3 separate regions of the Sus scrofa genome follow, and regions 1 and 3 are each linked to region 2. Evidence: chromatin contacts called from public HiChIP or PLAC-seq data. All regions are on one chromosome and are shown on one strand. Each heading gives the region's core, a stretch centred on a gene start, on an enhancer-like site or on the middle of the called end of the contact. The rest is flanking DNA. Distances are from core to core; before and after follow the strand shown. Region 1 holds the start of PIKFYVE (1-phosphatidylinositol 3-phosphate 5-kinase). Region 2 holds the start of LOC102167165. Region 3 holds the start of FASTKD2 (FAST kinase domain-containing protein 2, mitochondrial).

What was found. HiChIP or PLAC-seq counts read pairs in DNA pulled down with a chosen protein or histone mark.
Region 1: an H3K27ac HiChIP or PLAC-seq map of alveolar macrophages shows a contact between it and region 2. The contact joins the promoter of PIKFYVE here to the promoter of LOC102167165 in region 2. A contact is called at or near these places in 1 of 5 promoter capture datasets (liver), 5 of 47 Hi-C or Micro-C datasets (embryonic fibroblasts, heart right ventricle, liver and 1 more) and 1 of 2 datasets of contacts at active chromatin or transcription factors (alveolar macrophages).
Region 3: an H3K27ac HiChIP or PLAC-seq map of skeletal muscle shows a contact between it and region 2, with 5 times the contacts expected there. The contact joins the promoter of FASTKD2 here to the promoter of LOC102167165 in region 2. A contact is called at or near these places in 1 of 5 promoter capture datasets (fetal liver) and 2 of 2 datasets of contacts at active chromatin or transcription factors (alveolar macrophages and skeletal muscle).

Annotation. Positions count from the first base shown.
Region 1 is chr15:111,370,368-111,374,652 of Sscrofa11.1, forward strand. It overlaps PIKFYVE (1-phosphatidylinositol 3-phosphate 5-kinase), which reads left to right and starts at 1,850. Exons shown (of 43, transcript XM_013984434.2): 1 at 1,850-1,985.
Region 2 is chr15:110,703,004-110,707,468 of Sscrofa11.1, forward strand. It overlaps LOC102167165, which reads right to left and starts at 3,021. Exons shown (of 3, transcript XM_021074736.1): 1 at 2,823-3,021; 2 at 2,408-2,761. The coding sequence starts at 3,021. CREB1 (cyclic AMP-responsive element-binding protein 1) reads left to right here and starts at 2,545. Exons shown (of 9, transcript XR_002339130.1): 1 at 2,545-2,773.
Region 3 is chr15:110,018,118-110,022,842 of Sscrofa11.1, forward strand. It overlaps FASTKD2 (FAST kinase domain-containing protein 2, mitochondrial), which reads left to right and starts at 3,281. Exons shown (of 12, transcript XM_005672124.3): 1 at 3,281-3,400; 2 at 4,088-4,725. The coding sequence starts at 4,191. It overlaps MDH1B (putative malate dehydrogenase 1B), which reads right to left and starts at 3,120. Exons shown (of 12, transcript XM_021075195.1): 1 at 3,020-3,120.

The DNA.
Region 1 (4,285 bases), core at 600-3,099, 670 kb after region 2:
TCCATTATAGCTGGTTTATAGTGTTCTGTCAATTTCTGCTGTACAGCAAAGTGACCCAGTCACACAGATATATACATTCTTTTTCTTGCATTATCCTCCATCGTGTCTCATCAAAAGTGACTAGATATTGTTCCCTGTGCTATACAGCAGGATCTCATTGCTTATCCATTCCAAATGCCATAGTTCACATGAGGTTTCTATATACATTAGTGTATTGACTGGGGTATCCTGTTCATTTGGTCTCTTGATTTAATTTACACTTCATGGTAGGTGTATGAAACATTCATGTCACCAGGCTAATTACAAGGGGTGGGTTTGCTTTTCTTTCTGTTTTTGGAAGGCATAGACTTGAGCATGTTTACAGGCTGAGGAGGAAGAGTTATTGAAAAAAGAGAGGTTGAAGATATGGTGGAAACTCCCACGGGAGATCTGAGAGGGTGGATTGAGAGCTGCGAAGATTGATCGGGGAAAGAAGAGGCTTCTTTCTCCCAGAGATGAGGACAGGAGTCAGGTCAGGGTAGATGTGGATGCAGGTAAATGTCATGGGGGTGGTTAGTTAGGAATCAGACCCAACACTTGGGTTATTTCATTTGTAGATGAAATTCTCTTGTTGAGTATGATAGTGAAGGTCACCAGTGGTGGCGTGGGGTAGCAGTAGTGAGGAATGGAAGAATTTGACTACCAACTCCCCGGCTGATTGCTGAGGGGCCCATCTGAAGATGGTGACCAGGATTTATACTGCTATCAGCCTTCAGGTTTGGATACTACTCTGAGAAGACACAACTCAAGGAAAACTGGGTGCTGATTTGCCAAAATTCTTGTGGGGAAAGGGCCTGCAGAATTAAATTAAAATAGCAAAATGATGGATAAGGCTGGTGAGGACGATAAAGCGAGACAGGGATTGGTGACTTTATTTGCGCCAGTCCTTGCAACAAAAAATTTCAGTGAAAAAATTAGCTGTAGAGCTAACATCACTTATTCTGGATTAGACACTATGCCAAATTCTTTTTTTTTTTTTTTTTTTTTGGTCTTTTTGCCTTTTCTAGGGCCGCTCCCGCGGCATATGGAGGTTCCCAGGCTAGAGGTCCAATCGGAGCTGTAGCCACCGGCCTACACCAGAGCCACAGCAACGTGGAATCCGAGACGCGTCTGCAACCTACACCACAGCTCACGGCAACGCCGGATCCTGAACCCACTGAGTGAGGCCAGGGACCGAACCCACAACCTCATGGTTCCTAGTCGGATTCGTTAACCACTGCACCACGACGGGAACTCCTATGCCAAATTCTTTACGTACAATGTTTTATTTAATCTTCAAAAAATTATCTGTGAAATGGGTACTGTCATTAACCCCATTTTACAGATAAGAGGTTTGGAACTTAAAGCAATAAGTAATTTGTTTCAGGTTACAGGGCTCATTGGCAGAATCACTCTAGTCTGACAACAGTTTTTGCTCTAGGTGCTCTATATTACTCAAAGGAACGTCAGTCCATAAGAATGCCGAGCCTGGTAATATATGTGTTCGATGATGTTGGTGCCCACATCATCGAACACATACGGTAACTGCAATCTAGTCAGCACCCATCCGCTGACCCGGCACGCGTGATGCTCACGCGCGCAGTCGCGGTGGCTTCCTCCAGAAAGGCTGAGGCGGCTTTATCTCGGTCAAGGTGTCGAGCACGACTCTATCTGGGCTGGACTCTTTCTGTCTGAGCGTCTGATCCGAACGTCCTGCAGGCGGGGCGGGGAGGGCGGAGCCGGGCCCTGGGAGAGTGGCGGATTGGAGGGGAGGAGGAACAGAGGGCGGAGCCTTGGGGGGGAAGCGAGAAGCCGCAGCAACCATGTAAGCAGCTTTGCTTCCTGCCGCAACCGCCGGCGGCCTGAGTAGCCGGCGCTGTCCTTTCTAGTCGCCTTCCTGCTCCAGAACTGGGTGAAGCCGAGGCTGGGGTGGAGGGAGGCCAGCGGGGCTGGGGCAGGAGGCGCAGGTAAGGGAGGGGGCCTGGCGCGCGGCCGGCTGGGCCTGAGGGTGGGGAGGAAGGCGGGTTTAAGAAGCTCTGGGGCGGAGCGGAGGGGAAATCCGAAGTGAAGGCGAGAGCTGGGGCTTCACTACCGCGGCTGGAGGCCGGGCTGTGGCCGAGGCAGGGCAAAGAAGAGCAGGAGAACCTGTCCCCTCAGTCAGCCGGCTCCTTAATTCCCCAGCTGCCCCTTGCCTGGCGAGTGGGGAAGGGAGCCGGGTGGGGCTGCGCTTTAAGAGGTTTCCTTGGAAACCTCTGAAGTTCCCTTGCTCCTCCTCTTGTCCCGTGCACTTGAGCTGGTTTCTGAGATGCATAGTCCAGTTCCTCCTCCCTCTGATGGATAAGCTCTGAGCCTTTCTTTCAGAGATGTATTCACAGACTGGGCAAGAAAGTTCCTAATTTGCAGAAACGACACTAACAATGGGGTTTCAAATATGTATATACTCCCTGCTTCTGCTATTTGAGGCTTTACCATGTGTACCTATGTTTCAAAGTCTCTTGAGGAGAGGATTTCCCAGTTCGTATTTTCCCCTTGTTTAGAACGTTCCCAACAAAAGGTCGAGAATGGAATATAAAAATGAGGCATCTCCTGTTCAGTACGTAAGTTATTATTAAGACATTCAGGAAATATGAGAAATACTGGAATTCAGTATTAAGTTATTTTTATTTACCTGATGAATATATATATGAAATTATCCTGTACTGATTCAGCGCCTCCTTTTGTAAAATTATTCCTGTACTGACCGCAGAGGTAGTTTCTTGGTATATTGTGCTGTCTTATTTTTGATTTATTTGAATCATATTTCTGAAATATTTGAGTCTTGTTTTCCGGCACTCCCAAACTCCCACTATAAAAATTCCAGCAAAAAATATTCTTAGTTTCTTTGGGTTGGATTCGAGTTTGTGACGAAGATGGGCGGGTGAAGTTTCTTCTGCAGAGAGAGTCTACTCTCCTGTGTCCTCCCTTTTTCTTCTTTCTGGGAAGTCATATGGATCATGTGGTTTTCCTTTAGAAAACCTTGATCTGTTGGTACATCGATCAAAAGTTGAACCAAAAAATCTTTGTAGGTGGAAAATAATGCTTCTAGTATTCAGCTGTCCTGCATTGTTAGGTATGTATTGAGTACTTAAAAAAAGTATTCGGTACTTAGAAATGACTGAGCTGATACTTGGATTTTTCTGTCTGTTAAAATTTTGTTTTGGCTCATGGAGCAGGCTTATTTTCAACATCTGATTAGCTTTTTGATAGTGGGTCTGCATACACTAGTAGGATTCCTCACTAGTGCTGCTGATACACGAGTGGTTTTTGAATGAGTAAGTTAATACTTATAATTACTTCTCGGATAGGAAAGCGTCCTAGTTTATATCGAAGTTTTAAGCTACCAGGTAATAAGGGTGGTAAGGCAGTTTTTTCAGGATCCTGATATCACTATGTAGTTATTGAGATGAACTCTGTGATTATATTTGTTTCAGAAATTACACTTGGTGAGTGTGCTCACGGTAATTTTTATCTTTTATCTTCAAAGCCTAATATGTGGGTGACCCTTAGGCGTGATGCTAAGACTCTGGGGAGGTTGCTGCCTCTGCTTCTCATGTTACTTGTGTCAAAAGTAGGATGTAGGGTGTTCTCCAAGGCCTTCAGGTTGTTTTTGAGGTCACATTATCCTTTCTCCCAAGTGAAGTCTCTGCCCCCCCTTCCCCTTTTTGAGTTTACACTTCATTAATCGCCACCTAATTTCCCAACCCTTTATGCTGGAGTATGGATTGTCCTGACACTTTAGAAGGACATGTCCTTTCCCTCTTTCCTTCCTCCTTTTCTCCCCCTTCCTCTTCTCCTTCCTCTTTTTCCTCCCCCTTCCCTCCGTTCCAATAAATAGTTTTGTTGCCAACATTCTATTCATCAGTGGTTTCATTTTTGCTTTGTTTAATTAATAATGAATTAAATTATTAATCAGGCAACATCTTGAGTAGTTAGAATTCAGATAGACCAGATTTGGAAGCCTGTGAAGAGCTACAAAATTAATTTTGCTCTGAAAAACGTAAACATGGGATCTAGTTATAGCCCTACCACGGAGTAACTTTGTGACGCTCAAGGAAGTTGTTTTAGGTTCAGTGTACCTTGGTTGTCTTAAAGGTAAAATGTAGTAATAAGGCTAGCTCTGTGAGTCTTCCAAGACTTTTGTAAAAATGAAAGGAGATGGGAGATAGGATTTTGAAAGTGAAAAGCATTTTATAAGAGTGTAATGTCCTCTTGGTAAAGTATAAATTAG
Region 2 (4,465 bases), core at 1,771-4,270:
AAGACTAATATGACTGGAGTACAGAGAGCTAGGAGGCTGAAAAGATAATGGAGGGCCTGGTCTCCAGGATAAGGATTTAAGATTGTGTTCAGTGAGCAAAAGGAAGTTACTGGAGGGAATCAAGCAGGGTAGTGACTTGGCCAGATCTGTATCTGTTTAATAATACTGCTTTGGCTACAGTACGGCAAATAGATTAGAATAAGCCAAGAGCAATTTTGTAGGACCTGGGTGGTCCTACAAAGACCAAGCAAGAGATAAAGGTAGCTTAGCTTAGACTTGAGTGCAACGAAAAAGTGGTCATAAGAATGGAGAGAAGCCACAAATCGAATTTTTTTAAGGTGGTCTAAATGATTCTGATGTGTGTCAGAGGTATCTTAGGTTTTTTGCTTTTTTTTTTTTTTGGCTTTTCTAGGGCCACTCTCTCGGCATATGGAGAGTCCCAGGCTAGGGGTCTAATTGGAGCCACCGGCCTACGCCAGAGCCACAGCAACGCAGGATCCAAGCCGCGTCTGCGATCTACACCACAGCTCATGGCAACGCCGGATCCTTAACCCACTGAGCAAGGCCAGGGATGGAACCCGCAACCTCATGGTTCCTAGTCGGATTCGTTAACCACTGCACCACGATGGGAACTCCTCTTAGGTTTCTGAAGAGAGTAGATGGATAGGATACCCTTTACTGATCCAAAGGCTATGGAAGGAGAGTTTGGAAGGAATATGATATACAGGTTGAGTCTGACATGCCCCAGTCACCCAGATCAAAGTGTAGCAAAGGCAGTTAGAAACATGAATCTACAGCTCAAGAGCAAGATCTCAGCTTGAGTATGAGTTGGACAGTTTTTGGCAGAGGGCATTTGAAGATACTGGAAAAGGATGAGATCTCTAGGAAAGTGCGTATGGTGGGTCTCAAGAAGAGTGCTCAGCTTAGCAGGATTGCCGTATTGAGGAGGTGGCTAAAGGAGAGGCTGTCTGTTTAAAAAAAAAAAAAAAAAAAAAAAAAGAGGTAAAAGGAAAAACTATAAGAGTGGAGGGAAGAGCACATTTGGAGGAGAGAATGGGCAATCGTATAAAAATGCCAGAATGAGGTCTTGAAGATGATGACTGACGCTTGTCTGGGAAAATTCAGAGCTGCTTCAAGGGTGTGGTAACAACAGAAGCTAGACTGGAGAGGAGTGGGACATGAGAGAACGCCCATGGGATAAGAGACAATTGCGTGTGGAGAGGGAGTTAAGGAGAGGTATCTTAAAGAAATGAGAGACTTAGCCTCGTTCAAGTACTAGACAGAAATGCCAATAGAGAAGGAAAGGTTGACAATAACGCAAGGAAAGGGGAGTATTCTTCAGCCCAAAGAGAGTGCAGGAGGGGCTCTAGAGTACCAGGCTAGGGAACTCTCACAGGAAGTCAGTACGGGGCGGGGCCTAGATTTGGATACTCTCTTGCTTCCTGAAAGATGTTTGCTTTAAGAGCCAGAAAGAGCTATAACAGACATGAAACCCCGGGGAGAGAACTGCCGGTTTCAATAAAAAAAAGGATAATGGAAAGTCAGTATCATGGTCTCGGGTGACCTCTGCGAGAGCAGTTTCAGTAGCTTCGAGGCAACGGCAACGGAAGTCACGCTGCCGGTTTAGAGAGGGAGTAGGTGGCGAAGAAAAGGGTGCAGCGGGTGCAAACCAGCGCCGGAGAAAACGGGTTGTGAAAAGACAGCGACACGGGATGGTGCGGGGCGGGGCGGGGAGGAAGGGAAGACATTCCGAGAGTGTTAAAGAGCAACCTCGGTCAGAGCAGGTCATAGCTAGGAGGCCAAAGATGTGACCGACGGGCCTGGCCACCCTCGCTGCCGCGCTAAACCCCGCCAGGCGCGCGAAGTCCCAGAGCTTCTGCCCCCCGAAACAGAATAGCCCCACTGGCGGCCGCCAGGTTTCTCACTGGATTCTCAGAGCAGAGCCAGCCAGCCTGCCCACAGAGAGGGAAAACCCTCCCCACCAGGACCCACGACGCCCGTGGGCAGGACCGGGTCAGCGCCGCGGCCTTGAGGCCCATCGCCCGGCCGAGGCCCCAGGGGTCAGGGGCGACCGCAGAGCCGCAGCAGCCTTCCTCCCCGCCTCGCAGGACTGCGGACCCGGAGCTGCGTCACCCTCGTCCCGGCAGCGTCTGAAAGTCCCCGAGCCGGCGGTGCTCCGAAGCCCAGACCCGGCTCGCCGTAGCCGCCCTAGAACCCGCCGCTTACCGCCGAAAGGCAGCCGGCGCGGGGGTTTCCAACAAGCCGTCGACACCCCTCGGGAATTCCCCACCCGGCCACACACAAGCCCAACTTCTTCCTGCAAATTTCCGCAGCCGGTTTTATCCGTCTATACCCAGCGAGGAGACGTAGACCACTCCTCCCCACCCTGCCGCCCGCCCCAGCCCACCTTCTCCTTCCCTCATCCCGCGGAACCCCTCCGCCGCGCCCGAGGGAACCCGAAGGTCTTCGGCAAGTTCCGCCTCCAGAGCGGAGGGCGGGGCCGCTCGAGCTCCACCGGGCCGAGCTCGGCTGTTTCCGTGCGCGGCCGCTGCGCACTCGGCACTGGGCGGCGCTGGCTGGCTCCCTGGCTGCGAGTCCTCAGTCGGCGGCGGCTGCTGCTGCCTGTGGCCCGGGCGGCTGGGAGAAGCGGAGTGTTGGTGAGTGACGCGGCGGAGGTGTAGTTTGACGCGGTGTGTTACGTGGGGGAGAGAATAAAACTCCAGCGAGATCCGGGCCGCGAACGAAAGCAGTGACGGAGGAGCTTGTACCACCGGTAAGAGGAGCAGGAGGAGGAGGCAGGAGCCGGAGAGAGCCGGGGGGACGGAGGGGGGACGGGGAGGCGCCGGACACCCGCGCTCGGGGCCTTCCCCTCGCAGGAGGGGCCGCGGTAAAGATGGAGCCTCCGCCCGAGCCCCACACCATCGCCGCCGCTCGCAGCGAACAAAGAATAATGGCGGCGGACTGGAGCCAGCGGCGGCCGGGGCGGCAGCGACTCTGCCTGCAGCCAGCGGCGGCGCTCATGGCGGGGGGCGGCGGGCGGGGTGGGAGCCGGCGGCCGGGGGTGTGTGCGGGCGGCCGGCCGCGGAAAGCTGGCGCCCGCGTTCCCGCCGCCGCCGCCGCCGCCGCCGGGCCGGGCGCGGAGCCGGGAGCCCGGAGCCCGGAGTCGCCCCGGGGGAGGCCGCCCGCGGGCCCGGCCCGGCCCGGCAATGCCCACCGCGCCGCTCGCCGGCCCCCGCCGCCCGCCTCGCCCCCGGCCCAGCCTGACCCGGCCCGCTGTCCGCCGGGGCAGCGCGCCGGGGTGCCCGCGGGGGGTGGAGGAGGAAGAAGGCGACAGTTGAGGGCAGAGGAGGTGAAGGTGCCTGCCTTCCTGGTCGCCTCCGTGTCTGCCATGCCCGCTTCGCGAGGGGAAGCGCTGCTGCGTCTGACCTACTCTCCTCTCCACTCTCTTTGTGCAATAAAGTTCGAAACCCAAGGTTTCCTCTCGTACTGTATTTTATTCACGCCTTTTCCCTCGGCTCCCACCCCACTGGGAAAATGCTGTTTTCTGTGCTTTTCTGCTTAGATGAGGCGATGAGAACTCGCGCTTTTTAAGATAATTTTTGACTCTTTGCTCACCCTCTTTTTTTTTTTTTTAAGTTAGTAGTCATGGAAATGCATTCTTTGGGGGAGGAAGGGGGTGCTAAGAAAAACATATTTGTAATAACTTTTTAAAAACTGTTGGGATCTTGTAAAAGGGAAGCTGATGTTTGAGAACAAGTTTCGGTTTTAACCCTTTTCAATAAGGTTAATGCTCACTTGAGAGCTATCATTCTGAAACACTTCGTTGAAACGAATATTAGGCGATGTACTTTTGTTTTACATCACTTTTTTTTTTTTTTTTTTGGCCTGACGTGCCTTTGGCGTTGGGTCTTCAAGATCTACCCTCGAACCCCTACCGTGTTTCTCACGCAAATAAGAGATTGGTTAATACTAATTCTAAAAATAGGTATCTAAAAGTATCCATTATCTGTCTCCTGTACTAGGTAACCCCAGCCTCAGACCGACAATAATTTAAACCACAAGATTTATTTTTTCTTTGCCTGTTAGGGAAAAGGGACAGCAGAAAAGTCATTGACACATCAAAGATTAAAAGACAATTTTTAAAGGACCAGAGATATGACCTATTTAAGTTTGTCTTACTTCCCTTCTTGAGAAGTTAGAATTTCGTGCTAGCCTTAGCTTGCTTCATTTCTGCCTTCTTAAAGTTAAGTATAAAAGATGCTTTTCGTCGCCAGCTATTGAAATCTTTTACACTCATTTCCTAATTTGAAAGTAAAGCCAAAATGGTTATTTTAGGTGGTACAAAAGACGAGCTCGGATTTGTTTTCAAAATATCTGTCACAGTGTGATAGAATTGTGATTGATACAAGGTTTCTTGTTAGGAATAAATATTGTTAGTAGAAGCACTGTCTTCTGATTTTCTCTA
Region 3 (4,725 bases), core at 2,031-4,530, 680 kb before region 2:
ACTCATCTTTTCCTTCTTTCTTTTATTCAGTGGAAAGGGGATCTTACCTCCTGTCCAGATTTAATCTCACCACTTATGCTCTGAATACCACCCTCTTCTACCTCCACTGGTTATCCCCTTCCTCAAGCATCTCTGTTTGTAATGGCCCGTCTCCATCATATTTAAGTGTACTCATTATATTTAAGTTTTTCCTGTCCTAAGAAACAAAAAGCCCATGACCCTCTTTAACTCTTGCCTTCTACAAGCCCTTTCCTATTAAAGTTTCCTGAAGCACTTCTCTATACTTGCCATGCCCAGTTCCTCACTTCCATTTATTTCTCATCCCACTGCAATCTGGATTTTCCCATAATTCTCTAGAAGGTCACCAAGGACCTCTACTAAATCCAGTGGATACTTTGTTTATCTATCCCTTTCTGTTGACCCTTGGCAGCCTTTGTCCCCCTTTTGCTCTTGAAATACCCACTTTGTGGGAGCATTCTTCAGCTTTTCTTCCTACTTCTCTGCCCACTCCTCAATTCAACTTTCTAGATTCCTGTTCTTTTATCAATTCGTCAAAAGATTAACATTCTGAAAGGCATCCTATCTTCCTACTCTATGCATTCTTCCCAGATAACCTCTTCCACTCCCTTGGTTTCAAGTAGACACCTGTATTTCCAATTCAAAACTATCTCCTTGACTAGATTTCTACACCATCCTATTTTCTCAACTCCTTCTACTGTTTTTTGTTTTGTTTTGTTTTGTTTTGTTTGTCTTTTTTGTCTTTTTAGGGCCTCACCCATGGCATATGGAGGTTCCCAGGCTAGGGGTCTAATCAGAGCTACAGCTGCTGGCCACAGCCACAGCCATAGCCACAGCCACAGCAACTCAGGATCCGAGCAGCATCTGCGAACTACACCACAGCTCATGGCAATGCCAGATCCTTAACCCACTGAGCGAGGCCAGGGATCAAACCTGCAACCTCATGGTTCCTAGTTGGATTTGTTCCCGCTGCCCCATGATGGGAACTCCTACTGTTATGTTTTTAATGGCCGCACCCACAACATATGGAAGTTCCCAGGCCAGGGATTAAATCTGAACTGAAGCCGCAGCAATGCTGGATCCTTTAACCCACTGTGACAGGTGGGGTATCAAAAGTGAGCCTCCACAGTGACCCAGGCCACTGCAGTCAGATTCTTAACCCATTGCACCACAGCAGGAACTCACTCAATTCCTGCTGAATGTCTCATAGGCACTTGCCATGTCTATGACAGACTCTGCCACCATTCTCCCACTAAATATGCTCTTTCTCTTATGTTCGTATGTCTATTTACTCAGTTATTTAAGAATAAGAGTACCCAAAGTATGAAGCCTACTATTCTGCTTTCTTTCAATGACTCCTCTTCTACACAGTTAAGCAAACTACTGCTTGGGAATAATTTTAACTCTTTCCTCTCCCTTGTATCATTCCTCCATCCATTTAAGTGTATAGTTGTACAGATTCTGTTTCCCTAACACTTCTCTAATCCATTTGCTTCTTTCGTTTTCCATTGTCTACCATCCTATCATTATCTCCTTCCTGGGCTATAGAACCTAACTGGACTCTGGGCATCCAGTCTATTTCTTCTCACACTGCAGTGACAACACTCAGGTAAAATGCATCTCCTTCCTAAAACCTTCCATGTACTTCGGATAAAGTTTAAAATACTGAACATGGCTCATAAGAATTTGCATTATGTCATGCTGGCCTCAACTGATGACAGTGTCTTTCTTGTACTCTATATTCCAACCCTACTTAATCTAGTTGCATTTTCTGCTTATTGTTTACTCTCAAGAATCATCCAACTACCTCTCCTCATTCCAGTCCCATGCCTTGCTACTGGTGTCTAAATTACTCTCTTCCTCCCTACATCCTCTCTGATAGGTAACACTCATCTTTCGGGATTCTGTTTAAAAAAATCACTTTCTCTGGGAAGTCTTTGCCTAAGTAAGGTCCCTTGCCACTACTCCTACAGAACCTGGCCCTGCCACTCTCATAAATGTAACATTCTTTGTACATCTGCTTACCACTGTCTTCCCAGCATATCAGCCATTGCTCAAAAATATCCTTCTAAATGAATAAAGAGGCGAAGGAAATAGGTTTTTCAGATGGAAGATGTCAATTTGTTAATGCATCAAAGAGGCCAAATAAGACAGGGACTGGACAGCTTTTTAAAAATCATTGGTGACTTCAGCGAAGACCATTTCTGAAAGGATGTAGAAGTAGAAGCCAGACTGAGTGGAAGAAGGACCTGAAGATAAAAGAGCAGTCTACTCTTTTGAGAAACTTGCTGAAAAGAAAAGGAGGCAGGTGCAATAGCCTGTTGCAGTAAAAGTTCCTTCAGTGGCTTTCTGGATGCCAGGCAACATTTCCAATCCTTCTCCTCCATTGCTGACAACGTGTATTTCCTAAAATGCCAACTAATTAAGATATTCTCCTGATTAAAATTTTTAAATGACTCCTCATGGCTTTCAAGATACAGTTCAAACACCTTTGCTTGGTGTAACTGAAGTGCAAAGATCTGGCTCCTGCTCCCATTCTACCCCCAAGTCCACTCACTTCCTCTATATCCAGACCGTACCTTAGGCCTTGAGACTTGCAGCCTCTATGCCTTTTTCTGGAATGTTTTTTTTTATTCCAAATCCTCACAAACCAGCTCTTATAACACCTGCCAAAGCCCCGTGCACATGTCCCTCATTGCATTAATCACACTATACCAAAATTACTTGTTTACACGCTTCTGTATCCCACAAGACTGAAAGGCCCTCGAAGGCAGGAATGTCTTTCCCCTCACTGTGTCCCCTGCTTCCATCAGTGCTTTGCACACAATCACTGCCCAATAAACATCTTTGAATGAAAGCGTAAGAAAGCCAGGGTGGTCCATGTAAAGTCTGGAGTTGCTAGAACAGAGGCCAATTAAGAAGATCACTGCCAAGGGGCCATAGGAGGTGAGCAGTTGTTGCTGTTCTGAGCGATCTCCAGAGGGACGCGGGGATCACTCACCCGCGAGCACGAATTTGGCCATGAAGTTGGGATGCAGCAGCTGGAACCGCGGCTTCACGGTTTCCAGGCAACCACGACGCCAGGACCCAGCGCAGGCGCACTCCGAAGTTGAGCGAGAAGTTTTGACTCCCAGCTGGAGAAGTTAGGTGTTAGGCTACAGGGTTTTACACTGCTATTAAAAGTTCTGTGGTCTCCACCCTTTCTATCCCTGCAGCTAAGAAAAACCAATCATTCTTTTCGTGAAACTAAGTAATTCTTTCCAAGCGCCGCGAACGTACACTTTTTGACCTATGAAGGATCCGTAAAATCTCGCGATACTCTCCGCTCTCGGGGAAGTGGTGGTGGCTGTGCCTTGGTAAGACCACGGGGTTCTAGTCTAAGGTGAGTGGAGGACTGGTATAGGTGGAACAGTTGGCCGTACGCCCTAGACCGCTTGTCTTTTGGAGAAGGGTCTCAGGAGTTGCCCCAGAAGTGAGTCTCGGGTGGTGGGTTAATACTGGAACGCACAGCTCCGGAAGGACGGACTCCGGACATGGGTCCTGAGACCCGGTGAGAGTAGCTGGTGTATCTCCCTCCCAAGCGCCAGCCATATGTAGACATCACTCTATTTTGCTGCTTCCTCTCCTGAGCTGTTCTGTTTGTCCAAGTCCTTATTCCTAATAGTCCGTGTTTCAGCCGTTGTTAAATCTTCGTGTTAAAAAGTAGCCATCAATGTTAAACGCTTTTCATTGAAGACACCGCCAAGGCAGTGGTAACATAAAACCCCTTACTGCAGAGGAAGCTTTGTAGGAAAACTTTTCCATTAGCAACCCACATCATTTTTTTTTTTTTTTCCAAAACCTTAGTTTACACAAAAACAACTTCCAAAGTAACTGCTCCTTTATGGACTGTGTGTACACACTGTTGTAGAAGTATGGAAGCCCATACTGATAAATGGTTTCACCCTTTTAACATAAATCTTGAATATTTTCCTAGATTCCCACTTTAGTCTCTGTTGAATGCATTTCGTATTTTTAAGTAGAAGTTTTATTCTAATTCTTATTTCTTTCCTAACGCTTTCCCCTACAGGAAATGATGGCATGTGCTCTCTTTCCTTAGTAGAAGTGACAGCGACATGTGAGTCATATTGAGGACTTTAAAGCCATTTGAAAGTGTTTCGGTGGCTAGCAAAATGAATAACAGAACAGGTTCCTTTTTATGGAACCTCAGACAATTCAGTAGTTTAGTTCCATCCGGCAGAACTGTGAGGCTGTATCCTTTGGGATTTTGCAGACGACAAATTGTTTATTTAAACTGGAACCAAAGAAGCCTTTTAAATAACTTTGGTAATAGAATGCAGTCATCTATTAGATGTCTCTTTCAGAATGCCTTAATTTTTAAATCTGGAGGTGATGACTTTCAAACAAAGGGCATAAGCACTGCAACAGTCTTTACAGTTGACAGACCACTTTGTTCTAGAAGACTGTCCTTTGACTCAAATCACCCTCTTGCTGCTGATAATGGATTGAAGAAAAACTTTCAACATAAGGCCTCCAAGGAGGATGTTCTCACCAAGGGAACAAAACCGGCCCGGATCAGCTGTAGCACACTGTCTCAGGAGTGTAATTCCCTGAGTGATGTGTTAGATATATTTTCCAAAGCACCTAGGTTTCCTAGTAGTAACTATTTCTCAGCCATGTGGATAGTTGCCAAGAGGATGTCCAGTG